2 separate regions of the Sus scrofa genome follow, and region 2 is linked to region 1. Evidence: chromatin contacts called from public Hi-C data. All regions are on one chromosome and are shown on one strand. The core of a region is the stretch at or near the end of the contact, and the rest is flanking DNA. Distances in the headings are between cores, read along the strand shown.

Evidence for each region. Hi-C and Micro-C count contacts between places; a contact is called where the count stands out from the background.
Region 2: a Hi-C map of liver shows a contact between it and region 1, with 6 times the contacts expected there. The contact joins the enhancer-like site here to the promoter of NPR3 in region 1. A contact is called at or near these places in 1 of 5 promoter capture datasets (fetal skeletal muscle), 2 of 47 Hi-C or Micro-C datasets (embryonic fibroblasts and liver) and 1 of 2 datasets of contacts at active chromatin or transcription factors (alveolar macrophages).

What each region holds. Positions count from the first base shown.
Region 1 is chr16:18,838,599-18,843,086 of Sscrofa11.1, forward strand. It overlaps NPR3 (atrial natriuretic peptide receptor 3), which reads left to right and starts at 2,942. Exons shown (of 8, transcript XM_021077060.1): 1 at 2,942-4,488. The coding sequence starts at 3,901.
Region 2 is chr16:19,288,894-19,293,018 of Sscrofa11.1, forward strand. All of the region lies in intron 1 of LOC102162488 (a long non-coding RNA gene), which reads right to left. Among named protein-coding and RNA genes, the nearest start is that of TARS, 160 kb to the right of the region's middle. Within about 2 kb of position 2,443, at least 9 of the 83 cell types and tissues checked have an H3K27ac peak or open chromatin away from gene starts, as enhancers often do. A contact at or near this core is called in alveolar macrophages and liver, where this site is marked.

The DNA.
Region 1 (4,488 bases), core at 1,692-4,191:
GGAATCTCCATATGCCGAGAGTGTGGCCCTAAAACACAAAAAGACCCCCCCCCCAAAAAAAAGTACTTCAATTTCAATGTTTTACAGAATTGAAGGGAACAATATTTAAAAATTGAGTCCAGGGATGCATTTTTCTTTTTTCCTTCTTTCTTGGTTTGATTAATCTCTATGATTATGATGCTGCCAAAATTATGCTATTACCTATTAGTAAGTTTCATACTACCCTGCATATTTTCAAAATAGCTACATATAAAATAAAATCTTGATATAGAGAATGTTACTGTTTAATGAAATTTAGCTCTGTTTCCAGCCCTCTTTTACGTCGTGTAATAAATAGGTGGTACTGCTTTATTTCTAATTCATTTCCCACTTAAAAATATTCTCTGGGGTGAAGACGTATTTAAGTATGCCTTTTATATTCTTTAGCTTAGATTCTTCATGCAGAGTGAAGGGTCTCAGGCTAGGTGACTTCTAAAAAGCCCTAAGATTGGAGAATTCCATGATATTCATGATACTTACACACTTTCAGCTTTCTGGGGAAAATCTAATTTGATGGAAAGTGAACAAACTGGTAACATCCAATGCATGTACTTATATACTTGTCAGGTCTTCCTACACTCTTGTGCCTATTTTCATTTGAAAAACTTCCTTTAGGAGGTTTCTTGTGGTATGGCGAGTTGAGGATCCTGGGTTGTCACTGCAGCAGCTTGGGTGGCTGCTGTGGCATGGATTTGATCCCTGGCCCGGGAACTTTCACATATGTGAGGCCAAAATAAATAAGCAAATAAAAATGAAAGACCTTCTTTAAAGATCTGAATTTCTGTAAAATGAGTAGGTCATGGGGATTTAATGTACAACATAGCGAACATAGCTAATCACACCCTATTGCATATTTGAAAGTTGCTAAGAGCAGATCTTAATATTCTCATCACAAGAAAAATTTTATTTGTAACTATGTATGGTGACACATGTCAACCGGATTGGTTGTGGTGATCATTTCACAATATATACAAATAATGAATCATTGTGTTACATCCCTGAAACTAATATAATATGTCAATTAATACCTTAGTTAAAAAAAATCCTAGTTTCTGCTTAATGGAAAAATGTAAGGGGTGCATTGAACATCCGCAAGAGAGGTAACACTGGCTTTTCTGGTTCTGCTGCCTAGTTTGGGGGCTCTTCCCTTCCACATCTTAGTTTGTGCTCTTGAGTGACAAACTGGAGTGGAGAGCTCTGTTCCAAAGGCCACGGAGAGGCCGTGACACTCACTCAGACGTAAAGGCACTGCCCTGCCTGTGACCCTGGCTGGGCAGCGCTGGGACAGGGAGAGGCTTTCACACCCGATGCCACTGAAACCCCAGACTTTCCCACTAAGCCCGCGCTACACAGTGAGCGGAATCATATCGCTGTTGGCCAGTGTTCCCCAGACACAGGGCATAGCGAGCGGTAATAGTAAACCCTGGTTTCTTCACGTCTCCTGGCAACCAGTTTCGAAATCCATTAAGACCCTTGGAATTCGGGATTTAGCTTGTTGTTCTCTCTCTCTCCCCCTCCCTTCTTCCTAGGAATTCAGGGGGGATTTAGTCGCTGTGAAGCTCTAAATCTCAATTTCCAGTGTGTGGGGGGTACCCGTTTTGGGGGGGAAATAAAATTGTATACAGATGCCTCGTGTGCTACTGGCTAGCAGGTCTAGTAACATGAATGAAGGTTTTCGCTGGAATTATAAGGTCCTACTTGAAGATTCAGGGACCACAGAGCATTATCTGAAATCTAAATGCCCCGAGGATGAAACGTTACTCAGCTACATTTACAGTGTCAGAAAGAGCGATAAGGAGGGTGATGTTAAGAGTGGCGAGCACTGATGCCTGAAGTTGCTACATCTCCGGAAACCCCAATTTACCGTTTCACCGTCACAAATGAGAGCGATGGCTCTTTGAGATCCCGGCGTTAAATAAAGCAAAACAAAACAAAACCCAAAACAAACTCAGCGCCTGGGGAGGTGGCAACCGGGGTAGACGGCGGCTGCAAGTTTCTGCCGAAAGAGGGCGTTGGTCTAAGACTAAGAGAAGTTTATGGACAAGAACGCCCAGTCAAATGAAAGACCATTTTAAAATACTTTCAATTTATTTTAATTCGCGGGACCTAAGTGGTGGAATTCACCCTTCCAAAGTAGCAGGTTCACATTGCAAATGACCTCGGTGAAATGTTAACCAGGTTCAGAGGGTCAAGTTCCTCTAGGTCCTGCCCTGCAGCGCAGCGCACTCCGGCGAGGCTCTTCTGGTCACTGACTTCTTCAAGGCCGTTTCCATCCTCGTCTCCAACACTGCTGTGGCTGGGACCAGTGGCGTGACTGGGTCTCGGACGCAGGACCTTTCTCGGCCTTGGAGAACCTAGAGCACAGGTTCTCGCGAGCCGCGGAAGAAAAGCGGTGGGATTTCCCAGCGCAAGGACTGGAGCGGAGGACGCGACTCCACCCAGGGGCCTTCGGGAAAAAGCTTTCGGAAGAAGGTCTCTTTATGTAGTTACCTGGTTTAGCAAACAAAGCCCAAGGATGCCTTGGAGATGCTTTTCAAGCCTTCTGCCACCTCCAGGCGAAAAAGTGTTCTCTCGCCTTTGGGAGCAACAAGTTTCGCTTTTCTGCTCGAAGCGCGCCAGCGGAGGTGTTCGGTGCGCGGGGAACACTGGGTGCGTGGGGAACGCTGGATGCGCCGCAGCACTTCGGCTCCGGCGCGAACCCGGGCTGCCCAGGGGGAGGAGGCCGGCGGGGGGCGGGGGAGGACGCCGGGGCTAGCAAGGCGTTCCAGGTCCGCGACCTAGACGTCTGCATCGGTGCCTTGGTCCTTGTTCCCTGACCTTGAGCCAGGGGGGCTGGGAAGGTCGACTGCCCGCCCCGAGTCGCTTCGGGAGGGAGTGTGGCTGGAGTGAGAGAGAGGTGAGAGCTTTTTTTTTTTTTTTTTGCAACGAAACCACTAATTTCTAGGACCACCCCATTCCTCTTTTTTATTTTTTTTTTTTGCACGTTATGTGTGTGCCTGCGCGCGTTTCTTTACTTTCAAACACATTTCCATTTTTAAAGGCCGGAGCTGAAGAGAGGGCTGCCGCACGCGGGGCAAGGGAGTGGCGGGGACCCTGGTGGCAGTGTGGAGCGGTGGGGGCTCCTGCTGGTGCAGACGTGGGCGACTGCGGCTTTAAGGAAAAGGCCGAGGTCTGACGGGGAGTGGGAGTTAGGGACAGGGGAGGGGTGGGAAGAGTAGGGGTGCGGGGAGGAGCCCTGATGTAAGAATGTTAATGAGAGGCTCCCCAGCCCAGCCCCCACCACTCCCCACTCCCACCCTCCCCACCGGTTGGAAATACAAGCCCAGCCTCGGCGCGCCTTGTGTGGTAACACGCTCCGCCGCTGCCACGCTATTTAAACTCGGGTTATGGATCCAGGAACCGGCGCGAATCAATGAGATCAAACGCGAGGGAGATGCACCGTCAATTACAAGCACCTGGACAAGTCTAACTTTTTCTTCTTTTACAAATACGCTTTCAAAAGAAACCTTAGCAACGCCCAAATAAGAAGCCACCTCTAAGCAAAATAGTATATATAAAGGGAGGGCGAATATATATATATATATTTATAAAAAGTATATTTATAATATAGCTGTATAGGTTTACACCCGGTGAACTTTTTCTTTTCCTTTCTTCTTTTTTCTTTTTTTTAAACGAGTGGCATTGCAAAGGAGGACTCTTCCTCTCTATCTTTTGGCGAGTTAGTGAAGGGGGTATTCTATTTTCTTAGAGCGCCCAAGGGGGCGCAGGGACCTCGGAGAGTAGAGTGGGGAGGAAAGAGGAAGGGTGGGTGGGGGGCAGAGAGCGAGTCCGCAGCGAGGGCAGGCGCTTTCCTGCGGCACGATGCCTTCCCTGCTGGTGCTCACTTTCTCCGCGTGCGTACTGCTCGACTGGGCGTTGCTGGTCGGCTGCACGGGTGGCGGTGTTGGCGGGGGCCCGGGCGGCGGGCGCCGGGAGAGAGAGGCGCTGCCGCCGCAGAAGATCGAGGTGCTGGTGCTGTTGCCCCAGGACGACTCGTACCTGTTTTCCCTGGCCCGGGTGCGGCCGGCCATCGAATATGCACTGCGCAGCGTGGAGGGAAACGGGACCGGGCGGCGGCTTCTGCCACCAGGCACTCGCTTCCAGGTGGCCTACGAAGACTCGGACTGCGGCAACCGCGCACTCTTCAGCCTGGTGGACCGCGTGGCGGCGGCGCGGGGCGCCAAGCCCGACCTCATCCTGGGGCCGGTGTGCGAGTATGCGGCTGCACCGGTAGCCCGGCTTGCGTCCCACTGGGATCTGCCCATGCTGTCAGCCGGGGCACTCGCAGCCGGCTTCCAGCATAAGGACACCGAGTACTCGCACCTCACGCGCGTGGCGCCAGCGTACGCAAAGATGGGAGAGATGATGCTTGCCCTGTTCCGTCACCACCAGTGGAGCCGCGCCGTGCTG
Region 2 (4,125 bases), core at 1,193-3,692, 450 kb after region 1:
ATAATATGATAAATAACATCATATTTCAAAATACTGTATCATTACACACAAAGGCCATGCCAAGGGTTCAGCCTAGAGGCCTTGCCCTTAGAACTAATGAACTGTTTCTGGACTCAGCACAGCTGCCCTGTGTTTTGCAGCCTATGATCTGCCATCGGCATGAACTCCAGAGGTACAAGGAGGTCATGTAACTGAGCCTATCCCCTCAGGAAGTCCTACTTGTCAGCATATACCCAATTCCAGACAATTTTCTCTTCTCTGGGGTCCAAGCATATACTATGATATCTTCATCTATGATGTACTCCAACTGAATATTTGTAAGGTTTTCACTCAATTAATATCATATCAACCTTTTTTTCCTGCTCATTGGTACACAGTTCACACAAGTGAATCAATGTTGTCCTTCCAGACTCCACTAGAGACATCACAAGTGCCTGCTCAGACACTAACTCCTTGCAAGTAAATGCAAAAAAAAAAAAAAAAAAAAAAAAGGGACAAGAGTAGAGTTTTACATTTCAATAGAAACTCTGGTAACTGACACTAGAATGTCATATTTTTTTATTTTTTCAAGTAAAATAAAAATACTACCTCTCACAGACATTTCATAAAAGAAGAGGCATTTAACCCCCATTAACAGAAGGTAATCACATAATTTTTTAGAAAATTGTTCTTTTGGCGTTCCCATCATGGTTCAGTGGTTAGCGAATCCGACTAGGAACCATGAGGTTTTGGGTTCGCTCCCTGGCCTTGCTCAGTGGGTTAAGGATCTGGCGTTGCCATGAGCTGTGGTGTAGGTCGCACTCGCAGCTCGGATCCCGAGTTGCTGTGGCTCTGGCATAGGCCGGTGGCTACAGCTCTGATTAGACCCCTAGCCTGGGAATCTCCATATGCCACAGGTGTGGCCCTAGAGAAAAAAAGACCAAAAACAAAAAAACAAAAAAAAAATTGTTCTTCTGAGAAACTATCATGTCCCACTCCCACTTCACTACAGACAGTAGGAATTTAAGGACAAAATAGCAACAGTCCTTAGACCAACATTTGTGGACCCAGTCTGATACCTGGCCATACTGAATCAATTATCTGATTGGTTATTATCAGAACTCTTGTATAGGTGCCATTCATGCCCAATTTGTTTGTTTAACCAGGTGTGCCGTGGTTGTCTTATCCTAGAACTCAATTTGAGATGGTATTTCCCAGAAAACAAAGCTGCTCTGAGTTTCAGGTAGATCATCATCTTCTTTTTTTTTTCCTTCAAGAAACTAATTTCATTAATGTGTTGTTCTCCTTGTTCCTCTCTTATTGGTGAAGGTATAGAAGGAAAAAATAAACATGAAAAGTGATACTGGCTGCTGGTTAATAGGAACTTTCTACCTAAGAATTCTCACTAAAAAACATTATATATATATATATATATATACACACACACACATACACACAGACTTTGAAAACCATTGATTGGGTCAATATCTTCACAAAACACAGAGAAATAAGATGCTTCCAATTCCTCATTATGTCAGTTTTATTGGAAGTAGAAGAGAAATAATGAAAGATGTTTAATACTGGTTGCTTTTCAAATGTAGAAATTGCTGTTGTCCAAAAGAAGTAAGTGTGGTGAGAAAAGCTGTTTTCAGCTCATAAAGTTGTGGTTATTTTATTTCATATTTTTACAGAGCCCTAAACACAGAGGGTGCTGACAATATTTGAAGTGGGGCCAAGCAAATCAAATTTTAGTCCAAAGCACACAGAGTCCATACACAGACCCAATCAAATACCAAACCAACAACTCAAAATAAACATGGTATAGCTCAGGACTTTTGCAAAGGGAAGGCTGTAGGAGGGGAAGTGGTTTTAGGGTGAAGAAAAGAAGGGATCTCTCTAAAGTATAATAAAATAATAGAAACACTTTCAATAGGCCCTAGAGCCTCAAAATTGAGTTGTTCCAACAGCATTTCCTTTAAGACCACCTTCCACTTCCTCAGCAGAAAAAAATAAGTCTATTACAAGGCAATATATTAGATGTCAAGTGTACACATGTATAACACATCTCGATGTGGATGTGTTGGTCTGGAGACACAGAGCCACTCCATTTTCATCAGTTATTGAATTGAGAGCCTGGAAAATGCCCTAACTTAGAAGTGCAAACAATGCCTTTCTCCTTAAGCAAAAGGAAAAAAAAAAAAAAAAAAAAAAACCTCTAAATGGTGGAGGTTCTTTAAACCTTGTTAATAAATCAACCCAAGAATAGAGTACTGTGTTCACAACATGATCAATCAAAAGCCACACACAAAATGGAAAAAATCTTCCACAGCAGTGCCAGAGGCCTTATCACTATTGCTTCCTGACAGAAAGAGTGGATAAACAAGCTCAGGACAAGGCCAATCAAAGACTGGTTCAGAGACCTTGTTTCTTGTTGCTCTAGGTATCAAAATAGGAAGTAAACAGCTTAGAAACAGTTCTGAGAATTGCCTGGAGGAAGTGCTGCTTCCTCTCCCCGCACTTGCTAAATCTGCTTATCTTCATCCTCTCAGCACAGCCTTTTGCAAGCTGGCTGAGACCCCTTAGCAAAGACCATCTTTTCCCATCTGCCTCTGAGCTAATGCCAACCAGGTGACCCCATATATCCTCTCTCCTCTTCAGTCACCAAAATGTGATAAGGAAATAAGGCATAAACAAGTGCCACAATTTTCATGTGATGGAGCCCCTAAAAAAATGCAGACATCTGGTTCATGGAAATATACACCACTGTGGGAGAAAATGGGCACTAAGTATGGGTAGGTTACAGTACCACCCAAGCAGCATGTCAGCATGACTGAACTACTTCATCAGGTTCCTTAGGAGTAACCAATAAACAGCTCTGGAGCTCATTAACTGGCTAGCCTAGTGTTGGTTCCAACCAAAAAAAAAAACATGTAAGCTTATTTTACGAGGAGACTGGATTTGTGTTACCACCTATTGGTCGATATTTAATACACCATCATCACCGACCCGGCACCTGACACTTATATAAGGCTTTTCATTACATGTATGCCCACAGAAAATTAATGCATCTGGCTGGCCAAGTCTTTCTGGAAGCCAAAGAAAGCTCCTGTATTCACTTGGTTGCCTCTGTTTGACTTTACACATCCTAATTCTAATTCACATAAAGGTGTTCATAAAGTCAGCCCTGGGTCATCTGAGTTTCATCTATTCAGAGATTTTTGATACAAAACATGAATGTATAAATTGGAGGCAATTAATAATTCAAGATTGTCTCAGAGAAAAGGGCTAGCTCCTGGGGATATGTACAGTACCCATCTTGGTTTCTACCTTGGCCTTCAGTTCCTCTACAAAATATTGCCCACTGGATTATCTTTTAAATGATTGAATGCTTTCATACTGCATATGTTTCAAAACCACAGAAAATAACAACATACAATTATGTAGACTTTTATTAGCAAAAGACATAATGTTGAATGTCGTATTTTTTATTCTTTTTCTTACAATCCAATTTAGTTAACAAAATTTACCAAAGGATTGACCTTTCCGATAGAAATGTTGAGACCATCATGGTTTCTTTAGATCTCTTTAAAAAGGCAGAGATGGAAAGAGCATGCATGCTTTTCACAGAGCTCTCACATGACCAGACAGTATCTGAGGTATTACCTTTACAGTGCTGATCATATAAATATTATTTTTCTGTTGTTTTACAGTGAACTAATCACATCTAACATCCTATTAAGGAAGTCATTTTAGTAGGAGCTTTATTTATGGAGAAAATTTCAACCAAAGTATATGAGGAAAATTGCTATTTCGAGAAGAAATACACATGCTAAATGAAGTCTAATGCTGCCCTATGAGGGAACAAGAAAATTCATTTGGACTGAATATTTAATTTCTCATACAACTGTGGAGGATTCAATCTTTCTTCTCCATGTATTGCACTAACAGAAAAATAGAGGAGCCCTCCAGTGGACAAACTCAATATCCCCTTGGAGGAAAACTTAACTGCCTGGGAATCAAATGACTAAGCAAGAATGAGTCTCAGTGAGAACCATCACTGAAGACCTGAGAGATTCAGGCATTCACCTCAGGTCCTTCAAACTACCACAAGTGAGCAGTGACCTTCGATGGAGGAGGAGGAAAAAA